Regions from separate parts of the Ovis aries genome. Here region 2 is linked to region 1. A link is a contact called in public Hi-C data. All regions are on one chromosome and are shown on one strand. The core of a region is the stretch at or near the end of the contact, and the rest is flanking DNA. Distances in the headings are between cores, read along the strand shown. Region 1 overlaps AHDC1 (AT-hook DNA binding motif containing 1). Region 2 overlaps GPR3 (G protein-coupled receptor 3).

Region 1 (7,364 bases), core at 1,580-4,079:
CCCCATCCCCCCAACTTCTGTTTCCCCATCTGTTGAAGGAAATTGACTTTGGTAATCTCTTGGGTTCTTGAAATTCTCCATGGCATAGAGAATGGACCAGACTTTCTTGGGGGCAGCATGTTTTTCCTCGTAATGAAGCCAAACCAAGATTAAAATGGCCTTCCATTCCCCATGCACCTCATTGCAGGCAGCAGAGCCACAGATCTGAAGCAGGCCAGGGAGAAGCTGCTTAGGGTTTAAAATGTCAAACTCTTGATCCTTCTCACTGGAGGGAAGATGTCTCGTGGATAATCCAGAAAATGTGAAATAATCTGAAAACCTTTCCTCACAGGCTCTGGGTGGGAAAATAAACCGGTGTGGGGGCTGGGTGTTTGGGCAGGTCACGGCTCAGTGAGATACATAATGGAACCACCCAGCGAGGCCTGAACGCAGGAGGAACTGGGACACCATCCAGCCCCACGTTCTGGCCGGCTCCCCACTCAGAGCTGGGAGTTGACAGCACTAGTCCTCAGACCGAGGCACTCAGTCGTTCCAGATACATACATCCAACACCCACTGCCTGCCAGGCGTTGGGGACACAGCAGTGAACACCACAGTGAGCCCCTGGTCCTCAGGGGGTTTCCAGTTTAGAGGGAAAGACAGGAAACAAGAACACAAAGCATTTGGTAATTACGGTCATAGGAAGGACCATGCAAGAGAAGAAAAGGTCAGAGGCCGCAAAGGTCTGCAGCCAGCTGGCCAGGTGCTGAGGCTGATGTCTGAAAGATGAGGGCGCGTCAGCTAGATAGGGAGGGGGGCAGAGGGAACAGCAGTGGGTAAAGCCTGGAGGCCAAAAGCAGCTCAGCTTTGACGATCTGATGGGAAGACAGTAACACTAATGACGGGGTGAGGAGGCAGGGCCAGATCATGCAGCCATTGGAAGGATTTTGAAGTTTGTTCCAAGACAAATGGGAAACCATTGAAGGGTTCTGAGCTGGGGTACCGCAGGCGGCGGTGGACCAGGCAGGTGTTCAAGGAGGGAGACCAGCCGCGGTAGCTCAGGCGAGCAGTGGTGCTGGCTTGGACTGTGATGGCGGAAAGGCTGTCCCCCCTTCATCCAGGATGGCACATAAGCCCTCATCTTGGGCAGCCCCCACTCCCAGTGCCAAGGACTGATTAAAAGCATTGTGGGGAGTGAGAAGTGTTGGGGATGCAGGGAAGGAGAATGGTAAGGAAGAAGAGTTAACAGAGGGAGTGGTGCTTGTTAACAGTGGGAGTGTCACTGTCAACAGAGGGCTTAAACAAGGAGGACAGTGACACACTCTTCACCAGCAGGGCAGCGAGCCCTTTTGACCCAGAACTGGGTGCAGGAGCAGTCACTGAGCTCAACCTCGCATCTTGAGCATCACCCCCACCTACCCTCCGATGCCTGTCCCAATGCCAGGCACAGCCCCTGTCCTCAAGGGCCCATGGAAGCTAACCCAAGCTCACAAAGAGCCTCAGGCGTCTGGGCATGAGATGGTAGGGAAAAGCAAGCCTCGTGCACCAGGAAGGTGGGCCATGGCCCCGAAGTCACCTCTCTGTCCCTTGGTAAGAAAAGGGACATGTATTCGTGCTGGGCTGTTTGTACAACACAGCCTCACTGGCCCTTCACAGCAGCCTGAGGGGTCGGGGTACTTGCCTCTTCCATCAGCGATTCAAATCTCTCGGAATGCAGGTGCAGCTCCAAAGGTTGCCCAGGGAATCCACGGGTAGGAAACAGCAGAGTCAGAATTTGAACCCAGCACCCCACCCTCATGGATCCTGGATACTCTGCCTTGCTGGTCCCCTGCACCCCTGATCCTCCACCCTCAAGATGACAGAGTGGTTGGATGCTCCCCACAGCTCTGTCTGGGTCTGACATTTTAAATGGATTTTGAGGTTCTGTGAAAGGAGCTGCATCTGAGCTCAACCTTGAAGGATAGGCAAGCTGTGGACACACAGGAGACTGGGGGAAGGGCGGTTCCAGGCAGAGGGAGCTGTGGGCAGGGGCAGGTCACATCCCAGTGTGAGTGAGAAGAAGAAAGCTGGGAGGAACCGGAGCGGGGAATGTGGGCCCTGACTGTCTGGGAGCTGAGCTGACAGAGGGGGAGGGGGGCGGGGGGCGCCCAGGCCGGCAAACATCTTCTCTAGTCCCTTAGATGGAACGCAGAGCCAGACAGACTGGCTCCGCCTTGGGCCCTCACAGCTGAAGATCAGCCCCTTCTAGACCCTGGGGACAGGCTGTGAGGGTGGGAAGGGCCCCTCCAAGGTGTTCAGGGATCTCGAATCCCCCCCTCTTCCCCATTCCCTCTTGGGTCTGGACCTGAGGCCAAGAGAAATGTCACAGGTCCTCCAAGGTTATACCAGCTGGGGCAGGAAGCAGCTTCCAAGGCCACCAGTCAGCCAGGGTCAGCAGGCATGCCCGGACCTGGGCCAGGCCCTGGCTGCTCTGGGCTTTGTCTCTCCCTGTCTTGAAACCTCAAGAGGTCACCTGATCTTGCCTCTGGCCCTGAGCAAGAGGCCCACACCTCAGGGGTCAGGCAGGCTTGCCCGGACTCCTCTCCCCACTGGTGCTGTCCTTTCTCCTGGCCTATCTCTCGCTTCTCCTGCAGCCATTTTCAGACCTTCTTGTTCTGAGCCCTTATTTCCTGGAAATGTAACCTCTGTGAGCATGCCCTCTCAGGCCCCTCCTCTCCCATCTCCCCGCATCCCTGCGGACCCGGAAGAACCCAGGGAGGCTGCAGGGTGGTGGCTGGGAACAGGCCTGTGGGTGCAGACAGGCCTCTGTGCAGAGCCCGATTCCATCCCTTCCCAGCCATGTGACCTGGTGAGTCATGTCACCTCACTGTGTCTCTTGTGAGAATTAAATGAGATTACCCGTGAAGCACTTAGCCCAGTCCCTGGCACGCAGGAAGCACGTAATCAGTGGTTGGTAGATGAGTGAATAACATACCTCCTCGCAGTCTGCATGAGTCACACACCTCTGACCCTTTTCTCCAAGCTCAGGACTCTTGTAGCCAGCCCTCCTTCACCTGCTTTCCCCAGCATCCCTCCTGGGAAGGAGCTTGTATTCTAATGTAGGTTTGGGGCCTTTGGGTTTGGGAAACTGTGAAATTCCACCTGGTTACATGCCTTAACAGTGGGGCTGAGTCCTCCCTGGGGGCGTCCAGAGTCAAGGTGAGTCACAGGTCCCACCCCAGCGGACCTAAAGCCTGATGGGCAATAGGACCCAGACTGCTGCGTGATCCAGGTCGGCTGGAAACTCTCCACATAGTTACCCATACCAGTTCTGTCTCAGTCCAGATCATCTGAAAAAGATTTCCTGTCTCTTTGTCATCTATCTTTGGCTACCATAGTGCCCTCAGTTGGTGCCGGAGGGCAGGAGAAAGTAGGTTAATTCTGGGTTCAACCCACACAAATGAACCACCTAGCCTGAGCCAGGCATTGCGTGTGGTGCTAAAGGAGCCACTGAACAAGATGAGCAGTGTCCTGCCCTCATGGAGTTTGCAGCCTTTAAGCAGGTGTTCATTACGAGCATCCATGTGGGCAACACTCACCAAGGGAGGGACTGAGACGCTCCCACCAGACATACCAGAGACCACCCTCTTGAACCAGGGGCAGGACTGGCAGGAAGAGCTTCCGGTGAGGGGCGGGGCAGCAAAATGAGTCTTGAACAAACTCGAGGCTTCAGAAGCTATAACCTTGGGTCAGCCCAGCCAGCACCTGGCAGGTCTCTGCCCCAATATCTGTCCTCCCCTGGAGCCCATACCCCCGCTGTGGCTGCCAAATATCCTTCAGGTTTGTGGGATGCTGTGTCTGGACAGCTCCCCACTCCCGAATATTTACTGGATGAATTGATTCAGACATATCTGCTCTTGTGGCTTCATTGCGTAACACCTTCTGATTGCCCCCTCAGCCCTTCAGCCTCCTATCCTGGTGTTCTAGGCATTCGAGGCCGCGCACATCCTCCCTTCCCAGCCCTAGACTGGGGTCTGGAGAGCTTTCCAGGCCCCTTCCCAGCGTGCCTGCACCTTTGCGTTGGCTGTTCCCTGGCCTGGGGTGCCCTTTCCTAGCCATCATCCATCTCCCACCTGTCAGGTCCTATCTTTCACTCAGACACCACCTCCTCCAAGAAGCTTTCCAGGATCCTTCCCAGGCACAGTTAATCTGCAGCCCTTTATGCAGCTGTGACAGCTCTTCCTGGGAATGACTTCCTCACTGCGCCATCAGCTCCTTTAGGCGGGTTACTCATTTCTGTGCACTGTCCCCTCGGTGTCTCATCGTGCCTGGGACACTTCAGGGGTCAGAGTTCCCCCCACCCCCACCCCAACCTTGAGTCAAAGAAGGGCATGTAGACCAGGGAGAACTGAGAGAGAACGGGTTAGGCCTCGGGGAACAGACATGAGCTGGTTTCTCTCAACCCCGCTGTTACCAGATACACTCCCAAGGATCAAGCAAGGGTGGGGTGTGTAAATGAACCAGTTCCAACTCTCGTGGCTCTTGGAATTCTCCAAGTGCAGCCCCTCCAAGTTTGTAGAGAGGAAGAGGGACTCGCCCAGCCACCCAAGCAGGAAATCACAAAACAAAGAGCCAGAAAGGACCCTTGGGGTCACCCAGGTCCACGTTCTTGCCACTTCTCAGCTTCCATTCAGTTGCATGCCCAACACATTACCTGTGGGTGACACCTGACCTGGCACAGGCATCTCCCTTTGGAAAGAGAGAGAGGGGTGTTAGGGGGACATGTATAGCCTCCTCTCAGGGGTAAGGAGGTAAGGAGTGTGAGGCTCCGAGAGGTGAGAGATACACACAAGGTCACAAGCTGGGTGGGCAGCCATGGGTGTAAACCCCGCTTGGTCTCATTAGCATCCCTCCATGTGCCCAGTAGTGGAGGGAAGCAAGGGAGGGTCCCCAAAGGGAATGACAGGCAGAACTAGAGTTTAAGGCATGCCTCTGGTCACTGGTGGGTGGATTTTGAAAAAAACTGGGGCAGGGAGAGCCCCACCCACCCATGCCACAGCCTGCCCACCCCCAGTTGGAAGCTTCATCCCTCATAGATGTCTGTCTGGGTCCCGCCTACCTGAGAGTATCCGCATCTGCCAGGTGTGTTCTGGGTCTCAGGTTAGCAGTATCCTCTCCACATTTAAGGGACTCGCAGGCCTGACTTTGCCTGAAAAACCTCAAGGGATGGATCACCTTTGGGTAGCTGTGGTTTGTCTCTGACCCCTTGTCTTTGGCACATTATCTCACTGCCCAGAGATCTTCCCCCATTCCCTGTTCAACCGCCTTATTTTGCATAGAAACTGAAGCCCAGAGAGGGCAAGGACTTAACCTAGGTCACACGGCAGATCGGTCTCTCAAATTCTCACACACTCTTTGCCTTCTGTTCCACTGTCGTATAAGATGTTGAAACCCCCCCCTTTCTGGAGGGTAGAGACTTGAAGCTGGGGCTATATTTTAGACTACCTCTCTGCTGGTTTGCTTGAATGAATGCACAAACGTGCTCCTTTTGCTGGGGAGAGCAGGTCTCTTTGGACAGCCTGGTTTATCCATGGTCTTCAGCATTTTAAATTCCTGCTCAACTCAGCTCTCTCTTGGTGCCCCCAGTGCCGGCCTCCACTGACAGGCAGAGGCCACTGAGAGGCCTGGCCCCACAGACTAGGTAAAACCGCTGGAGTACTAGGCTCCGCGGCATATAGCTCTGCAGCCCTTCATTATGGAGGTACTAAAAGGTTAAGTCTCGTGAACAGCGGCCCATGTCCTGGGGCGCTAGCCACGTGCTGGCATCGGGGATGCCCAGGAGGAGCTCGGAAGGGAATGACAAGTGCCCCAGTAGCTATGGTAACAGGGTGGTCTGAGGAGGCGTCTGGAAGTGTGCAAGACCTGAGCTGGACCTTGACTTTCCCATCGGACGTAGACCGGTCACAGCTATGTCACTCAGTCCCTATATACCATTGACCCCAGCGTGTGCTGGGCACCCTGCTCAGCAGTGAGTTGGAAGAGTCAGTCTTTCCCACCAAAGTTGGGTGAAGTGTGTTCCCTGAGCCCCCGAGGGCTTCTCTTGCCGTACCCCCATCTCCATGCCTTGTGATCCCCTGGTTTGGGGGTCTGCTTTGCTTCCTTCTCTGCTCTGTGAGCCCCTCCTGAGCAGGAACCAGATCCGTCTTCCTCTCTGCTTTGTCCCCAGTGCCCAGCACTGGGCCGCCTGGCCCAGCAGCATTGGTTCTGGGCTGGGGTGCGTCACACCTAGTGAGGTCAGGGTTCTACATGGCCATAGCACTCTGCCTTCCTGGCTTAGGAGCCTCTGGTTTTGATTCTCTCCCCATCCCCCACCCCCCCCACCATCCCCCAGATTCTGGCCAAGTCATGAAAGCTGGGGAGGGTGGTGGGAGGAGGAAGGTGAGACAGCGGTGGCTTAGCAGAGGGTGAGAAAGCCTCCCCGCTGCCTGGCCGCCGGCACCACGGGAATGGTTCTGGCAGGAGCTGCCTGCTGGGCTGAGATCACCATGGAGACCTGGCTTGGAGAGGGTCACTGGCAGTGGCTAAGGGCTGGAGGGGGGCGGGGGCGACAGGGATTTGTGCAGAGGCTCCCAGCCTGCCCTGGGGCCCTTAGGGGAAGCAGGGGAGGCTGGGGTTCAGTACAGTTTGCTTGTTAAGTGGTTTGGAGCTGCTCGTCCTGAATCTCCCCCTCACTTGTCACCCCAGTACACCATATCTGTCACCCCAACGGCCATTCCTTAGCTTGGCAGCTGTTCTTCAACTGCAGTAAAGCTGTCTTACAGATAGATGCCCCCAGCCCTCCAGCAGAACCTGTGCCCCCCCACCCGTTTATCACTCCCCTAACTGGAGAACTGGCACCCACCCCAACTGCACCCCAGGTCCCCACCTCCCCAGTTGTGATACAGCTGTCACCCTAACAATCACACCTCTTACCCCTATGGCTAATTTTCCATCCTTCTCTCACCAGCAGGAGACCTGGCAGCCTAACAGAGATACAGCTCCTGCCCTCCCACTCACGCCTCTGCAAGCCACCTGGGCGGATGCACCAGGATGGGATTCTGTTCCACCTCCCAGGGGTCCACCTGGCTCCCCTGGCCCTTGAGGGGAGTCCTGGCAAGTCCAGCCTCAGGACAAAAGTCTTCCCCGGGGCTGACTGCCCAGCAGACAGCAGTCGGGGCTGAGCAGAATTTAAATGTGGCCCCACTGGAAAGGGAAGCCAAGAAAGAGGACAAGAGAGGAAAGGCTTTCAGTGGTTGCTGGTTCTACGGGAGGGGGGTGGCGGGGAGGAGGGTGGATGGCTCCCTGAGGAGTCTCAGAAGGTGGTTCTAGCACCTCCCATGCCTGCCCATTAATTTCAGTGGCATGGC
Region 2 (7,364 bases), core at 3,322-5,821, 110 kb after region 1:
GCTCAAGCCCGGAGTTTCTGATTCCGAGTCCCCTGTGCTTTATGGGACCAAATTGTGGGCACCTGCTAGGTTCTGGGCCCTGCGCTGCTCCAGACCTCCCCGCAGAGGGGAGTCCAGCAAAAGGGCGCGGGGCCTGTGCCAGGCCTGTCAGTGCTGCTCAGACCCTCGTGGCCGCGCTTCTCGTCGTGTGCCCCCCTTTCCTGTCACCAGCCCGGCACCTGGCCTTGAGAGCTGCCCTCTTGGGGGACCAGAGTAGTGCGAGGAGGAGGAGGGTAGGCAGTGTGACAGGTGCTGCTTTCAGTTCCTCTGGATCTCCTCCCCCGTTTGTTTCCCCAGTTTAAGCATAGGTCCTGCCAACTGTAGAAACTTCAGTCCCTCAGGCTGGCAGCGGCCGCAGGGAGCTGCCTGGGGAGGTGGGGTGGGGAGGCCTGGCAGCCGTGAGGAGGGCTGAGAGGCAGGACGACTCTGGGTCCTGTTTCCAGCTCCCCTCCTCACTGCACCATGATGTTCCCTCCCTCCCTCCTCCCTTTTTCCCCAAGCTAATACACAGGTGCTATTTTTGAGAAAAAAAGCCGGTCAGCTTTGGCTAGCAGTGAGGTTTCTTCTCTTCTGTTGTGTAGCCTCTTAGGCTGAAACCGGCTTTTCCAGGCTTCTCCAGCTCTCCAAGCCGTGAAACAAAGACAGACAGGATCTGTCTCCCCCCCAGCACAGCACATGGTTCTAGTAATTGCCAAAGCCCTCATCAGCCCCTCCAGCTCGAGGAGAGCATGCAGTCGTGGGGATGGAGCCGTTAAGAGGCCAGTGTGCCCGCCTGTCTCCCCAGATAGGGCGTCTTGGGCGCAGGGCGGGCACCAGGCTCCGGCGCTGAGAGCGCCAGACCGTGTGCACCCCTGCCGTGCCTCCCACAGTGCGCTCCGGAAGCTGAAGGTGCTTTCTTCAGAGCTCTAAAACGGCTGCTGAAGGTGCCCCCCAGCTGTCACCCAGCAGTGGCCAGGCCAGCAGGCAGAGGGCAGCGGTTCTCCCAAATAGGGGCCTGGGGCCTGGCCAGGCCAGGCCGGGGTTTGGGCCTAATGGCTTTGACTGAATCACCCCCACCCCCTCCTTTCTGGAAACGGGGGAGCCAGCACTGTGCTCGTATCATCCAGCTCTGACCTTGAAGGGGGTGGTGTTGGCCTGGCTTCTGGAATGGACAGAGCCTGCCGAGGAAGAGGGCTGGGGGCAGGAGGAGGTGGGGAGGGGCACTGCCTGCGGAAGGTAGGATTAGATCATTAGCTCAGTGACCTCCTAGGGTTTCGATGTGCTGTGTTCTCATCCTACAGCTGGTTTGGTAATGATCTGCAAGTCCCGGAGAGCAACAGCACAGCTCTGCCTGACGCTCTCATTAAAATCTATGCAGCCAAGCTCGGCGCTTTGTAGCAGCCGGCCTTGCGAAGCTTCCTCAGCTCAGGGGGCTGGGGACCCAGTCAGCCGAGAGGCCCTCTGGGCTCTACTTATGCATATGTGCACCAAAAAAAAAAAAAAAAAAAAAGCTTCTTTAAACCCAGAGCCCTTTAAGATGATAAAGGACCCTGTGCAGGTAATTGTGTGTCTTTGGAATCCTGTAATTGTAGAATGCCGTTTAGTGATTATTTAAACTGGGCTGAGGCTGGTGAGGGTGTGGAGCAATGGCCCCTAAGGACTCTGAGGGCTGAAGGCAAGGAGCCGCCTCCCTTCCCTGTTCTGCCCAGCCCAGGGGACCTGCCCCCATTCCTGTGGCCCAGGGGCCCAGCTTCCAGTCGGCAGTGTCAGAAGTGACTTGTGGCTCTGCCTTGGTTGTGAGATGAGTACATTCCAAAGGAGCAGCCATGGGGAGGGGGCAGGCTCAGCGATCCCTTGGAGGTTCAGAGCAGCTGGCCTGAGCTCCAGCTCGCCTCCAACGGAAGCTCGTGTGCCCCTCAGAAACGACCCTGGCCAATGTCACCGCAGAGCTGAGGCAGTGTTGTCAGGGCTAATGTGAAATCTCTTCCCGTGGCGCCGATCCTCCGGCTCTGCAGTGCCAGCTCGGACAGATTGAGGTCTCTGTGGCTTTGGTGACCCTGCTTAAGCATTCCCACCGTGTCCCAGCTCTGCTCTCTGCCTGCCTCCCACTGCAGCACCCCCTCACCTGCTTGGGGAGGAGGGCAGCGCCCCAAGGCTAGGGGCTTCTGCTCAGGAGAGTTGTCAGGCTTCCTGGGCTCGTCAGGCTTTGAGCTCTGCCGGGGTCCAGCTGACCTGGGATACCAGGGGTTGCCCAGAGATGCACCTCATCCCGTGCCTCAGGAAGGGCTAGGGAGCAATTTTGTTATTGTATTAACTTTACTCAGTTAACTCATTTGAGAAACTAACCAGTTTTTACTTTCTGTCTAGAATGATGTATGTGTAGGAGAGTGAGCCGTAACGCTCCCAAAGTGCCTTGTTTTCTCTGATATAAATATATTTATAAGGACCTGGTCCAGTGGATTATTCTTGGGTGTGTTTGCCACATGAAGATGTTAGGGACTAGGCTTGTATGTCGTGGGGTACAGTCTGAAGATGGGGCCCCTTCCCCTGAAGATGGGACAGGAGCTGCAACTGAGATCTGAGCAGTGGGGCTGAGCCAGACCCCTGAAGTGACCCTTTCCTCTTTCCCCTGCTGCTCTCAGGCCCTTAGAAGAGAAGGACACCCAGCTTTTCAGTCCCGTGCCTCCAAGCCTGGGCTCACGTGAGTCCCTGCCGGGTTCATGTGTGTGGCACGTTAGCTCCCAGAGTGACCTGAGGATTCTGTGTGATTGTTTTATGTATACTTCCGAATACATAAATGCCAACATTTTAAATAATCTGATGAAAGTCTTTGTAACCATGCAGCCACCTCTGGGGGGTGTGTATGTGTGTGTGCGTGTGCGAGCGCGCACTTGTATCTGTGTAATGGGAGAAGCAGTTCCAAGGGGGCAACATTGATAGCCACAGGTGGTGGCCAGAGCTCCAGAGGGAGGTCGGTGTGGGTGGGCTCAGAGGCCCGGGGCCTCTGCCTCTGGCTGGTGCGCCCTGTGTGGGAGGTGGGGGTGTTGATTTAGGAGGAGACCCATGGTGGGGGGGCACGTGGAGGCCACCTCAGCTGCCTGGGAAGGGTGTGCTGGGGCACGGGAGGGCGGGGGGGGGGGGGCCTCACATCAGGCAGGAGAATGCTGATGCTGCCTGCCAGCATCTGGCCGGCATCTTGTCTGCCTCTCAGACCCGAGCAACTTACCTTAAATAGAACGACTTACAGTGGAATCCGATAAAAGGGTTAGGCTGCCGCACGCCCCCTCTCTCTCCTGCCTGGGAAGGCGACAGGTCTGGGTTTCTCTTCTGACCCTAAAAAAATGACCTACCCAGGAAGCAACGGTTGTTCCGAGCACAGCTGCTGCGAGTAGCTGTCCCCGGGGGTAATTGATGAGCAGACTCCCTGTTCTGAGCCCAGCAGACAGACGGTGTGGGGCGGCCCCGGGAGAGGGGTGGGAGCTGGGTTGGTGACTCGGCTGGTCACGCCTGCTGTTGCGAGAGAGTCACCCACTGGCATCCCAGGAGAGGGGGCAGAAGTTTTGAATCGTCAGCAAGTGCTGCGCCAGCCACTCTGAGCTCATCGCTGGGGGTGGGGGTGCAGGGGAGGGGGCGCGGGAGCTGCTGGCCCTGGCGGAGCCCCTCACCCCACCCTCCTGCTCAGGCCTCTGTTTAGTCAGCACTTGGCTTCCCGAGGTCGGTGACTGACAGGCAGCCAGACGCCCGCCCTGGGAGAAGACAAAATGGTGGTGTCGGGAGCCGCCCTTGCTGGAGAATTGGAGGGAAGGAATGTGGTTCTGGGCAGCTGGGAGTCTGACTTAAATTCCAGCTCCTCCACTTGGGAGCTTCAGCTCTTTGGGCTAGTGAAAAGAAGGAGCATTCAACTACTACCTGCCCGAGACTGCCTGTGCTTTATTTCACCAACCAAAGGTCCCACTTGACGCTTGAGAAACATGATTCGGAGAGGTTGAGTTGCCTAAGACCGCATAGCTGACCAAAAGCAGAGCTGCAGTTCGCGCGGGGGTCTCTCGTGTTCTGCCCACCACGCAGCGTAAACCATTTTCAGAATCTTTCCATCGAGGATCATGATCTTTGGTGTCAGAGGGGTGTGTGAAAGGTTTTCTGTTACAGACTGCCCTACCTACCCGCTGGTGCCTAGTTTTATAAATGATGGTTGATTTTGCTCTCGCTTTGCAATAAGTGAGCTGGACTGGGGGCCCTGCTATCCTAGACCTTTAGAGTTAGAAGTGCCCTGTGCCCTCAACTGCCTGGAACACAGTGGTCTCCCTGTGTATGGGCAGGGGCTTCCAACAGACACAGCTTCAGTATATGCGCACACCTGTTCAGATGCTAGCATTTGTGCACACTCAGACATGGAGACACGTGCACACAGAATCCTATCTTTGTGCAAACAAGAGCACAGAGCAGCACACGGTTACAGGATCACAAGCGCAAGCAAACCACACAGTCCTCAGGAGCCACCCCTCCTGTGCTGCCTCTGCCAGCTCCTCACTGCCCCCTCCTGGCCGCCTGGTGGCCAGGGCAAGCTGGCACCACTTCCGTAAGTGCTGCTCCAGGGTGGTTGTCAGCCAGTTCCCTCCTAGATCTGGAAGCTAGGAGATGTCTCAGGTGCTCCCCAAAGCCAGCCTTAGCCCCAGGAGAAGTGTCTTATGAGGGGTCTGAAGCTAGAGGACAAAAAAATTAGCCTTTCACACCCAAAAGAATCTCTTCCTGGTAGAATGCTCGGTACCATGGTGGCAGGCATTCTGCAGAGACACCCTCCCACTGCAGCAGGCAGGCATCCCTGCCCTTACCTGGGGGATTGTGCACACACCTGCTCATGCCCTGCGTATGTATTTAAGGAGGAGGAGATTTCCTGGCTGAGAAGTCAGGCCAGGTTTTCTAGCTCCCACCTTGCAGCTCCCTCTGGGCCTCAGCTCCCTCCCCTGTTCAGTGAGGAGTCGCACAGGATTAGGTATTCTGCCCAACACCGACCCCCCACCACAACTCGTGTCTCGCTGTCTTGGGAACTAACCTCTCCCAGACGTGTGCCTGAGTAAAGCACATCCATAAAGATGAACCCATGGACTCCTCAGGCAATCCCGGAAGGACAGCCAATACCAGGCTTTTTATTCCTAGTTTACAGTTGGAAAGGCAGACACACAGAGAGGTACAGCAACTTGCCCAAAGTCACACAGCAAGTTGGCAGCAGGCATGAAAGTAGAAACCTTCCGCTTTCCAATGCCCCTGGCTGTCTGCAAGAAAGCAGAACTCGCTGTGGGCTCAGGCCCAGAGCCAAGGAGACAGGAACTAGAGAAGCAAAGCCAGAACCTCTGTCCCGTCTGGGAGCCCCGAGGCTGAGGAGAACCCAGAGGGAGTACTGGGCTTAGGTATTAGGCAAGTTCCACCACTCCCTGCCCCCAACACACACCCCTCTCCCTGTAGACCGCAGGAACTTCAAACTCCCTGTTCCTCCGCAAAGCTGGTGGCTGGCTGTGGGAGTTCTTATTCTGTGGCTATTTGGGGGTCCATCATGGTAGGCACACACATGCCTGCACTCTGGGTGTGCATGTACAGGTGTGGATGTATGTTCTTACATGCCTACAGGTAGACCTAGGTGTACATTCATAGGCATGTATAGCAAGTAAATTTGTGTTTGCAAGCAGATATACATATGACACATTTGGGCATTTAGGTGAAGTGTGTTAGGATGTACATATATCAGTGGTCTCTGTGTATCTGACAGGTGAATTTATCAACATGTAAGATTTTGATTAATGGGGTTTTTCCTGAGTGTGGGTGTGTGCAAATGTTCACATGCATTTGTGTGAAATGGGCTGGAGCATGTCCACCCACATGACTAGTGTGCGTGAAAGTGCGTGCAGCGAAAGCTCAGGTGACTGGATGCATGTGAATCCTAAGTGCCCTCCCACGAGGGTACGATGCCAGTGTCCCCCCAGTCCTGGTATAGGGGCACCCTCCCTGGCTCCAGCTCAGCACTGAGCTCATAGCACCCCCGCCCTGCCTCGCATTCTATTCCCCAGACCCAACCTGCTTGGCCAATTTGCAGCCTCTCGCTCCCAGCTCCGGAGAAGGCCTGCAGCAAAGTCAAGGGGCTGGTGGCCAATTAGTGAGGGGGTTAATCAGGGATCTGGGGACCCCCCGGGGGGTGGGAAGCCAAGGGCAGACATTGGGGTTGGCAGGAGCCTGAGCTGCATGTCATGAGGCTGGGGGGAGGGGAGGCTGAGCCAGCCGGTTAGTGCTGGAAAGCAAGGGTCTGCCTGTGAATTCATGATTGCTGAACACTGACAGTGTGGAGCCTGTGTGACTGTACACTTGTGCAAAAGACATGCATGTACACATATATGTACATGTACAAGTCCTTGAATGTAGTCCTGTGTGCATGTGTATACATGACTGATGCCATCTGTATGCACACGGGCAGCTTTGTGTCTGTATATATGTGGGTGTGCCGTGGTGTGCAGATCGGTCTGGGCATGCAAGCGTGCCTGGACCTATGTGCACACATGTATATACAAGGCTGTGTGTCTGTGTGCGTACGTATTTGTGCAGGGGCATGTGCATGCATTTAGGTGTGTGCTTCTGCATGAGAACACGTGCACCTGAGGCTGACATGGTCTGTGTACATGTGATACATCTGTGTGCACAGGTGCTCACACCAGTGTGCAGACACACTGATCATACGTGCGTGTCTGGGTGTGTGTGCATGTGTGGATCTTCTCTCAACAGCCAGGAACCTGGACCCCCACGTGTGTGCCTGTGTGCACATGCCTGTGTGCACACATGTCTCCGCATGTAGGGAGTTGCGGGGTGTGGGGTTGGCAGGTTTCAGGCTCCAGGAGAAAATCTGACAGACGAGACTTGCCGCAGCCCCCGGCCCCAGGAGCCTGTTTTCCAGCCTGCAGAAGCTGTGAGCCCGTGAACTCATCTTATATTAATAGCTGCTGTCTCCTCACTTATTGCAGGGAGAAGCGGTCATGGCCCTGGTGGGGGCTGCCCCCTCCACAGGACCTGGGAAGAAGGGGAGGAGAGAAGGGCCCCAGCCCCACCCTAAGGCCTACCCCTGCAGGAAGGCAGGGTTCCGGGCCCCAGCCTTTGCCTCCTCCAAGCCAGGGAGCCCCCACTGCCCAGCTCACCCTCCTGGGCCTCAATCACTTGGGGGGATCAGGCATGGAGTTGGACAGCTGGCTAAGGCAGAGAGGCTGGAAGGCTTGGCTACTCCCCACCCTGAAAAACACACACACAGGCATACACGCACACGTGCATGCACACGTGATGAGCAGCCCCCGACTGAGAAGTCTGAGCCT

What was found. A called contact is a pair of places that touch in the nucleus more often than the background predicts.
Region 2: a contact with region 1 is called in a Hi-C map of muscle, with 2.5 times the contacts expected there. The contact joins two enhancer-like sites. A contact is called at or near these places in 3 of 16 Hi-C or Micro-C datasets (mixed tissues, muscle and tail adipose tissue).

The regions. Positions count from the first base shown.
Region 1 is chr2:239,501,207-239,508,570 of ARS-UI_Ramb_v3.0, forward strand. It overlaps AHDC1 (AT-hook DNA binding motif containing 1), which reads left to right. Exons shown (of 7, transcript XM_042245109.1): 7 at 1-7,364. Among named protein-coding and RNA genes, the nearest start is that of WASF2, 10 kb to the right of the region's middle. Within about 2 kb of position 2,830, at least 16 of the 54 cell types and tissues checked have an H3K27ac peak or open chromatin away from gene starts, as enhancers often do.
Region 2 is chr2:239,611,705-239,619,068 of ARS-UI_Ramb_v3.0, forward strand. GPR3 (G protein-coupled receptor 3) reads right to left here. Exons shown (of 2, transcript XM_027965442.3): 2 at 1,455-7,364. It overlaps WASF2 (WASP family member 2), which reads left to right. Exons shown (of 10, transcript XM_060410636.1): 10 at 1-2,834. Among named protein-coding and RNA genes, the nearest start is that of GPR3, 9.4 kb to the right of the region's middle. Within about 2 kb of position 4,572, at least 18 of the 54 cell types and tissues checked have an H3K27ac peak or open chromatin away from gene starts, as enhancers often do.